2 separate regions of the Zea mays genome follow, and region 2 is linked to region 1. A link is a contact called in public Hi-C data. All regions are on one chromosome and are shown on one strand. The core of a region is the stretch at or near the end of the contact, and the rest is flanking DNA. Distances in the headings are between cores, read along the strand shown. Region 1 holds the start of LOC100216965 (solute carrier family 35 member B1). Region 2 overlaps LOC100383405 (putative coatomer beta subunit family protein).

Region 1 (5,374 bases), core at 858-3,357:
GGGTCCCATGTGTTGATTATATACAATGCATAGGACTAACACCTTACTTTAGTAGGCAATACGGTAAAATTCATATCTAGTTACCTACATATAGGTAGTGTTGGGTGAGCCCAGCCCAACTACACTGGTCCAATAGGATTGTATGCCTAATTCTAACAATTAGCTCATTAGTACGGCAGTTGATGAATCAACAAAATGAAGATCATCTTACCTTCAACAACGCAAAGGAGGACACACCGCCGGCAACAAGAAAGGTGCATAAATACTCTGGAAGTGTGTACTTCACACCATAGAGAAGAGTTCCCATCAACATTACTAAATAAATTGAATAGGAAGTTAGAGGAGAAGCGTCAAATACGCAGCATGCAATGTTGAGGAAGAATGCATTTCTTTAAGAAAAATACTTAAATACATAGAAACAATTACTGACCCAAAAGTACTTAGATACATAGAACAAATACAAATCCGACAACTCAGAGAATAGTTTCAGTTCTATAAACTATTAGAATAGTTTCGGTAAGCAATGCATAATTGCACATAAGATCCAACAACTCATTGCATATTGATGGCTTCAACGGTTAAATCATGTAAGCACATAAGATAGAATGACCATGAGTTTAGTTGGCAAAAGAGATCTACCTTAATTAATATATTCACCCTATGATGATTTTGTCAACAAAAAGAAGACACAAATATATTCGTTTTCTTAGAACCGTATGGACTTAGATGTCAGGGCCAATCTAATATCTTATGATACTTAATAAACACATCGAGCCAACATGGATATCAATAAAAATATCCCTGTCATTGTTCCTACTAATGTAGAATTATACTCATAATAGTGTTGAGCATGGTATGTCTCAACATAAAAGAAAAAGGGATTATCTTTCATTGCACTTTTATTCTGCTCTTTGTAGTTTTCTTTACTCAGTGAAATAAATTAAATTGGACTGTTCAAGAAGAAAAGAACAAGCTGTGAATACTTTTATGTTGTGATACATATACACTGTAGTGTGTATAAGTAAATGTAAACTTACCAGGAATCATCTTAGAAGATTTTGCCAACACCTGTTCACACCAACAGTAAATTAGTCAGGATTCATATTCAGTTACCAGAAATTGTTATACAATCACATGAAGGACTAGTTTGGGAACTCCATTTTTCCAATGAATTTTCATTTTCCCAAAGAAAAATAAAATAATTTCCCTTAGGAAATAGAAATCACTTGGAAGAAAAAACGGGGTTCCGAAAAGTAACTAATTGTCATTAATCGTTTCCGCCGCTCCGGGACAGTGCATAAAAGTAAAACAACCAAGGAAGGCGACACAGTCACACAGCAAGAACAGGTGGAACCATACCTGAGCCGGGTAGCTGATGTACTTGAGAGCCTCGATCCCCATGGTCGGCCCGATGGTATTGGTGACGCTGACGCCCCAGTACTTCCATATCGGTGCGCTGCCATTGGAGCTACTCCCGCCCGACCACAGCTTAATCACTTGAAAAGCACGCAGAAGTCAGAAACCCTCGTATGCGGGCCACCCAGTCACCCACAATGCGACGGAATTGATCACCACGAGCCCACTACGCTGCACGAATTGCAATTAGGCAACTACGCGGCGCCAGAGGAAGGTAGAGGGCGCTCACTTATGAAGGACCAGACGAAGCAGATGACGTTCTGCGCGAAGTTGAGGAACGCGAGGTGCTCGAACCGCCGCGCATCCGGCCCGAACCGCTTCGTCGATCTGAACCACCGGCGAGCAAACTCACCAAATTGACCCCGGCTTGTCTAATTGTGTAGCGGACTTCGGACAGCAATTAGAGAGGGGGGGGGGCTTACAGAGTCTCCTGGAGGACGCCCTGGTAGATGTAGGCGGACCAGATCCCTGCGACACAGAAGGCGAGGACGGCCACGCGCCCCGCCATGCTCCCGCCGCCGATGCCGCGGTCGCGGGGGCGGGGACGGACGACGCCGTTGGCGCCGTCGCCACGGCCCCGGCGCGCAGCGGCCATGGTGTCGATTCTCCGGCCGTTGTCGGCGAGGGATCAGCAGAATCAGCACAAGTGGGGGTTCGATGCGCGGTGGACCGGTGGTCGCCGAGTGGAAGCGGGGGCGCGTGTTATGTAGGAGCCCAACGTAACAGGGGGGAAGAGAGAAGAGCGCGTAAGAGAGGTGACGTGGCGTAGAGCGATTGGACCGAGCATGCCAGGACAGACGCCCGATTGGCTAGATGGCGTGGAAGGGTGACGGCCGGAGGCCGGAGTAGGATGATAGTGGCCTAGTGGGTAAAGTACATTAGCCATAGATGAAATTGGCATGCTCTGTAATTAGAACGGCCAAACAGATCATCGAACTTTATCAGCTCATACAAAATCATCTAAAACCAGGTTTACAAACCGGATATTGACGTGGCATACCATGTCGGAGTCATTTGGGGTCTCTAACTTAACATGTTGTGTCACTTGGGTCCCTAAACTTGAATGCTATGTGAACTTTCATTAGTGTGCTCTAATATGGCACGACATATGTTTATTTGTATCATAATGACAAAGCTTAAAAGTTGGATGAGCGACAAAAAAATCCAAACCAAGTTAACAAAATACACTATTGTGAAGTGATACCTTGGATTATGCTTAGTTTTCATTTGTTTTTAAATTTATCATCAATACTAAGAAAGGAGAGAGTGAAAGGTTGTTGCTTTTATTTTGGTGAATGAGTGATAACTTAGGTGGATTAATATGTTTTTATGTTGAGATACACAAGATTTGGTCCACATGTACACTAACGTGAGTAATTGTAACACCCTGAATTTGGTGTATACAATTTCTTTTCTAAATGCCTACCAAATTCAGGTGTTATCTCTAGTCTCTCTCTAGTCTCTCTCTCTTTCTTTTGATTAGAATTAAGTTAATTAAGTGAGGGTTTAATATTTATTTATTTTGTCAAAACTATGTAAGTCATGAATTGTTGCATCATGTTGAACCTAAAATATTCTTTTGTTTGATGCACATGTTTGAGATTATTTGATTTGAATTGGTGTTTGAACTTGATTTGAATCCATAAAGGAAATAAAATAGAAAAGCAATTAGAAATTACAGGAAAAAAGAAAATGCCAATTCGGCCCAACTAGCCCAAGCCAGCCCAGCCTCGCGCGCGCCCGCCTTCTTTGACAGGCGGCCCCCGCTTGTCAGCGCCGTCCCACGCCCTCTCTCACTTCTCTCTCTCTCTCTCGCTACCCAGTGGGGCCAACTTGTCGGCGCCAAACTCCTCCGTGCACGCGCACTTTCTCTCACTGTCCCGCGGGGTCCGCTTGTCAGCCTGGCCACCCGTTCGTTCGCCCGTTCTCGCTGACCCGTGGGTCCCATCTGTCGGACTTGTCCTCCCTGAACCGCCCGCGCGCGACCCGCATGTCGCCGTGGACTCCGCGCCCACTACGCACACCGAGGTCGCGCCCCATCCCCACCCCGGCCTTTTTCTAGCTGCCCAGTACCCACTCGCCCTCCTCTTCCTTCACTCGTGCACTCACAGCCCTCAGCACTCGCCTCGCACCACGCGCACACCCAGGGAGCTCCGCCGCCGTTAGTCGTGGTCTCGCGCCCGTTCTGCGGTCGCCGTCGAGCCCTCGCCGTGTATGTTGCCTCGGTGAGCTTCGCCTTGTCACCCGCAATCCGGGACACCTCTCGGTTCGTCCCCTCCCCCTCTGTTTGCCTCGGTCCACACTCACCGGTTTTCTCTCTACCCCGCCGCCGCTCCGCCGCCGTCAACCCGTGTCCTCGTCGTGCCCCGGACGCCATTTGTGAGTCCCTGAGCCTTCTCTCAAGGTAACTGATCTAACCCCGCCCCTAATTTCCCCCGTCATGCACTTAGTCGTGCGCGATAGCTCGCCTAAGTTTTCCTTGGTACGCCGAGGACTCCCCCTCCGTCGTCCAGTCGCCTCAGCCCCTTTCCTGCTATCCCGACCCCGCCATAAGATTCGTTGGGTCCTCCCCAACCTTTCTAGTAACCCAGACTGACCCCTAGCGCCCTAGGAGCCCCAGTCTACCTCATCTCCGGTAGTTGCGCAGCCGCAGGCGCGTATGGCGCCGCCCCTGGCCGGTAAAACCCCTGGCGCCCATCCTAACTGCTTGATTCTGATCTGACGGCCCGTATTCACGGATAATGGTTCATGTGGTTCGTGGAACCAGAGCTGTCAATCTAAGATACAGCGGCCAGCGCGCCTCGTGCCCTCGGCATACTGCTGGTACGTGGGCCCCACGTGTCAGCGTCTCAAACCCCCCAAGCTTACCTGTCAGCGCCCGCCGCGCGTCCGCGCGTGCTCGCGCTCGGATTTAATCTCGACCGTTGATTTAAGATCTGACGGTTGAGCAGATCCTAGTGAAGGCAAGTGTCCTCTGACCTATTATGTCCTACTTACTTTATAATTCACCGTCCCGCATTATTTTATTGAAGCCTAAGGATTGACTAGTTTGTATTTACCTTATCCTTGTTTACCTTTTGGGTTATCATGGTTAGCTTTATTTTATTGCTTTAACTTAATCAACGAACATGATGTGAATATTTATGATACAATGATGGTATCCCGATGATGATCTTGTAATACTTTAGGGGACTCAGGCTGTTTCCGGAGTACCTCTCTGTAAGGACCTGTTCGTTGAGTGATCACTCGGGATAACAGTACAACCATGAGGGTGGAATGGAACGCCATTAGATGATTAATTAGAGGAACTTGGGGTGTAGTTGGCTTCGCCGTAGGGTCGTCAATGGGGTCCGGGCATAGTACTTTCTCTGGCGAGGTTGGTTGCTGAGGTTCTTTCGATTCGATTTTGTTAGTCACCCTTCCTATGGGGAGAAGTACTATGTTTATCAAACTGGAGAAACCTAACGGGCGACTATGACCTCTGGAGAATCTTTGTAAAGGCAACATAGTGAGACCCTCCCAGGTCACCTTGGTAGTGATCAATGGGGAGTCATGATCTCCAGGCAGAACAGGAATCACGACTCGTGGGTAAAGTGTGCAACCTCTACAGAGTGTTAGAAACTGGTATATCAGCCATGCTCACAGTTAAGAGTGGCCTTTGGATCCTCTTTAATTAGAAGAACTTTGGATATTTTTATGATGATGTTTAACAATGATAGTTATAATTATGATCTCTAGTATTTCCTCTTGGAGGGAGTACATTTGGGTAATAACTAGGTTTATTACTCAAATTTGGCTCTACTATTAGTAATAAATACTTGACCAACTAAAAGTAACTGTTTAACCTTAACTCCACATACAGCGAGTCCACTTTAGCCAAACGGGACATTTGCTGAGTACGTTGATGTGTACTCACCCTTGCTTTAAAAATAACCCCCACCCTAAGTTGTCCCCACTG
Region 2 (5,013 bases), core at 50-2,549, 170 kb after region 1:
CTCAGTTTATCACTCTGAAAAATATTCTCTCATTGCTCCTACTGTCTATCTCTCCAGACTCGAGCACTCCAGCGGTAGCCATAGCTTGGTTTGCTGCTGCTGCTGTTAGTGCATCACTTTCGTGAATGCTGCCTAGGCTTGCGAGCGGTGCCCTCGTGCTCACGGATAATGTACTGGAGCTCGACGGTGAAAGTGTCCGGGAGCCACGAGAGGATCACGTTGTCCATCTGAAGCCAAGATGGGGACAGCGGGGCGACGGCGTCGGCGAGGACGAACCGCCAGAGCGTGAGAAGCACCTGAACACGCCAGCGGTAGTGAGGGGACGCCAGGTCCAACACGACGAACACGAGGGACCGGGTGTTGTAAACACCGACGACCTGAACGTGGAGAGCGGTGATGGTGTCGGTGTCAAGTCCGAAGGCGTGGGGAGCCTCAGGGGCCACCAGAGGTGGCGTAGCACCACGACCGAGGAGGAGACGTTGAGCGATGGCCAGCTGAGTGGTCAAGGCGGCGCCTATAGCATGCTCTTGCTCCCAGGCGAGGGACGCAGCTCGCTCGTGATCTTGAGAGGCGGCCACGACAGCCTGGATGGTGGCGAGAGCCGCAACAAACGTGGAGCATGCGAGCGGAGAAGCCGACGAGGACGCGATGAGGTCAGCCCATGCTGGTTCAGCGAGGGGGGTACGGTGGGCGGGGAAGACGGGAGGGGAGCGTCAGGCGGGCTATGCAGCAGCGAGGGCAGCGGGCGGAGCTCTGGGAAGGGGCCTGAGGTCGACGATGAAGGGGGGCCCATCCCCGATGAGCTTGCTGCAAACAAGGGAGAGGAGGCCGGGGAGGAGGACACCGGCAAAGGCGAGAAGACCCGCGGTGGTGCGCGGGCCGGCGGGGAAGGCGTCTCCCGTGGCTGAGGTGCCCACGGCAGTGGCGTACGGGCCTGCGCCCGCGCCCGTGGCGGCAACGGCGTGGGGCACGCTCGCGCCCGCGGTGGTGACGGTTGGGTGCATGGCCGCGCCAGTGACAACGTGCAGGCCCGTGACCGCTGCTGCGTAGGCGAGGTGGATGCTAGGAAGAGAATTGCGTCTGACGATGCCGAGGACCGCGGTGGCGAGAGTGTCCGTGGCCGGGAAGAGGGTGCGACGAGCGGCGACGTCCATGGCATTGATGGCGCTCGTGCCTGCCGTGTCGTGGTCGAGGGTGCCCACGCCTAGGGAAGAGGAGTCCGCCATGGAGGTCTGGGTGGCGGCCAGAGCAGGGCGACGGTCAGTGAAGGGAAGGGGGCGGCGGCTGGAAGCCGGCCTGGCGGTTGGAGGGGGTGGGGATAGAGATGGCAATGGTACCCGCTACCCGAAACCCGATGGGTTTTTGCTCTATTAGGGTATGGGTTTGGGTCAATTTCTCTACCCACGGGTTTGTTAATGGGTTTAAATGGAAACCCAACGGGTACGTGAGCATGGGTTTGTTCTTCCACTACCCATATCCGCAAACCCATGGGTTTTTAAAACCCGCCTTAAAATCAACATTCCTTATAAATATGTCTCATAATATTATTAATTGAATATGTTCTGATTGAAATAAACTTCATGTAACAAATTTTGAGCTAAAATTAGTTATCACTTTTTCCTTTTATCCTAACTTATTAATATATTGGTTGTCATTTACATGATGAATTATTTTTTATGTTGATGTTAGTGGGTATGTGAAACCCGTTGGGTACCCGAAACCCGCATGGGTATGGGTTTTGGTAAAATTTTATACCCGTCATGGGTATGGGTTTTTTAGCAGGCGTATTTTTTTGTTCGCGGGTATGAGTTTGGGCAAGTAATACCCAGCTGGTTTTTACCCATTGCCATCTCTAGGTGGAGAGGTGGGAGAAGAGAGAAAATTGGAAACCTAGCTTTATACCATGTGAGAAATCCTAAACAAGGTTCTAATAGTGAGAACAACCGCGACCGAGACCGGACCTTAGATCTGTGCTTTGGCGTGGGACAGACGAGGAGATTTTTCTTAACCATATTCTGAAATTCGCTCCCACATGGAGTCGAACCCAGAACCTGAGGAGTGCTACTCAGACCACCTAACCAATTCAGCTAGAGGCCCTTTCACCTCTTAAGTTTCTATTGAAAATGCACAAAATTGATGCATTACTTGTTTAAATCATAGAAGGATACTAAAAGCTTGACAAATTTATTTGAGCTATATAATCCATAAGGACTAACACATACCTCTTGGGAGCAACAGTAGCTTCTACATTCAGAGCAATCTGCCAGTCCTCGAACAGGTTTGGGTACTCAGCAGGATCTGCCAGAGATTCTGCAGCTTTGGAATTCACCTTAAAAGTCACAAAAAGGGGTGATGAACCAGCAATTGCCAATAGCTTGAATAACAGAGCACAGTGTACACATCGGCACAATAAATAAACTACGAAAAACATCAATGCTTTGTATGATTGAAGTTGGTACATACAATTCATCAGCCTAAAGAATTCAGTGTTACATGGTGAATCTCAACTTGATACTGATCTATTTGAAGTAGACAAATTAGAATCCTGAATTTTAACTTTCTAAGCATTCCAAAACAATGCAATCCAGCTTCTCCATAATTCCAAATTTGAACCAAAAGCTGATTTTCCTTTGATATCTAAAATACCGGTAATCGGTGAGCGGTGCTACCATGACATCATGATACATATATGAGTATATAAAGACATTGTTTTAAAACCTTAAGCTCAATGCAATAAGTTACCACCATAAATAAGATAAACATTAGTAAGAAATCATCCATTAACAGTTAAAATATTCCACCCATTAGCTTAATTTTCCAATACTCATATTACTGATAGTTCTGCAGTGGATAGACAGAATAAAGGAAGTGACTATAACACCAGTCAGAAGCCCGCAGAACAATACCAAGCTAATGCATAACGATACCATGGATCTAGCACTGAACGTCTTTTTTATAAGCCTAGGAGTGAGTTTGGTGGGTGTTGTAAGGGTTTCTCCAAACCCCTCTTCTTATCTAAGTTATTAAAACCTGACCTTTTTTAGACGCCTGTCCGCGTTCGGCGGTCTACGTGCCAGTTCTCACGTGACGCGTGTGCGTTGGCCACGTGCGCGTGTCTATGCGTCGGACGCGAAACCTCGATTTCAACGGACGTAAAACCTCCAGGCCACAGCCACACCATCCACACTCCTCTCCCCTCGAACTTCTCGCTCGGACTATCCCACATCGTCCCTCTCGGCCTCCCGAGCGCCGCCGCCTCGAGTTGCTCGCCCCTATATCTCCCTCCCCCGTCCAGCCTGATCGTGCCCATCGCAACCCAGGACCCTGACCTCGGTGACGGCGGACCGGCGATGGTGCGCGAGGCGGTGGCCGCGGCGGCAGCGGCTCCCCCTCCTCCGACGTCGCCTCTCCACTCTCCCCATCCTTCGCCGTCGCGGCCGCGTCTGATAGCCGCAGCGAGCTGCTCCCTCTGTCAACCTCTTCCCCTCCAGCCCTGCCTCATCGCGTCCATTGCGACCCAGGAGGCCAGGACCCTAACCTCGGCGGCGGCGAATCGGGGGCCGACGACGGTGCGCGAGGCAGCGGCAACAGCGGCAGCAGCTCCCCTCCTCCGACATCGCCTCTCCACTCTCCCCATCCTTCGCCGTCGCGGTCGCGTCTCAGTCTGATGGCCAACCACTGGCTCCGACCCAAGGCGAGTTTCTCTCTCTCACTCACTCACTAACTCATCTGTGTGATGGTGGTTTGATTGGTGCTGCGCAGGGGTGCTGCAACCAGCCACCTAACCATGAAGCTATCAGTTTATTTGCGCCAATCTCGTGCTACTTGGGGATTTGTTTGTTGGCTCGATATCGGAGCTTTGGTTGTATGAACAGAACATTTTCTTTTAGTTTTATAATCTATGCAGCTGTAGCCTTGTAGCTTTCTTGGGCAATAATGAGGTGAGTATCATTTCCTCAGGTCCTGTTCTGACTGACAAATCTATTGCAATTATGTTCTGTTTTCACGAGATCACATTCTAGGGAACTAGCTAAGTTGTTAGCTATGTTTTTTTAACATTAGCCGAGTCTTTTATTGTCTTAGTAGATTTTGAAAATCATTGAAATTCTTTGTTAGTATTAATTAGTCATGATGTAATGCAGTCAACAGTGATCTGTGTTAGGGGCTTAGGCCTGGTTGCACTTTTATATTTTTTAACCGAGCTTATTGTACTTACCTTTTTTCCAAAAATTATTAATTTCTCTCTGCTATCTTCCAACTTTGCACTTTTCTTGACAAATATGTTTTCCATCTGAGGATATTATAGTCTCCTAAACTAATATTTCTCCTCTGTTGTTTAGAAACTTCCCAGTATAAGTATTTTTCAGTTTATATAAAAAAACACATTAGGTATTAAGAATGTTATTTTAATTGAGAAAAAAGTTCTTATTATTTAAAGTTAAGAGGGTCGGGCATGAGCATGATGTCATTAAGCCTTCAAGTTGATTATCTCTATAACAGATCAGATATATTTTGATATTTTCCAATTGCTACTGCTTTAAAAGCCTCCATGCTATATTAAACTGCCATGCTGATCTTGTTTGTGTTGGAGTTTCAAGAGACCTACTGAACCTTACTACTTTGTACAAACTATTTTAATATCCTGCTCTAACTATGATTTCACCTTTTCCATATTTTACAGTGACTCAAGTGACTCAGATGATGAATATTTGGATACATGCATATGCTCAATCATGTAAATACATCTTGCACAGGTGGATTCTATCATGTGTATAAAGAGCTGTATCTCAGTATTCCTGTCTTCGGCTTGGCCCTAACAGTACAGTGCAATCATGCATGCATGCATAGTTCGTTCCAACAGACTCCGAACTGGTGATAATCAGCGGGTGGATATTTAGCTGGCCTTAACTGGGAGTTACATCAAAGACCTAGAAAATGATCACCGGATTCAGTAGGTACACATGATTAAAGAAGCCGAGAAAGAATGCCTTTCTTTGGTTAAATTTTGGATAC

What was found. A called contact is a pair of places that touch in the nucleus more often than the background predicts.
Region 2: a contact with region 1 is called in a Hi-C map of ear, with 3 times the contacts expected there. The contact joins the enhancer-like site here to the promoter of LOC100216965 in region 1. A contact is called at or near these places in 12 of 25 Hi-C or Micro-C datasets (bundle sheath, ear, endosperm and 4 more).

The regions. Positions count from the first base shown.
Region 1 is chr9:93,168,759-93,174,132 of Zm-B73-REFERENCE-NAM-5.0, forward strand. It overlaps LOC100216965 (solute carrier family 35 member B1), which reads right to left and starts at 2,108. Exons shown (of 7, transcript NM_001143346.1): 1 at 1,839-2,108; 2 at 1,646-1,743; 3 at 1,360-1,496; 4 at 1,038-1,068; 5 at 212-315. The coding sequence starts at 2,011.
Region 2 is chr9:93,337,687-93,342,699 of Zm-B73-REFERENCE-NAM-5.0, forward strand. It overlaps LOC100383405 (putative coatomer beta subunit family protein), which reads right to left. Exons shown (of 25, transcript NM_001362077.1): 22 at 2,223-2,329. Among protein-coding and RNA genes, the nearest start is that of LOC100383405, 19 kb to the right of the region's middle. Within about 2 kb of position 1,300, at least 7 of the 20 cell types and tissues checked have an H3K27ac peak or open chromatin away from gene starts, as enhancers often do. A contact at or near this core is called in ear and root tip, where this site is marked.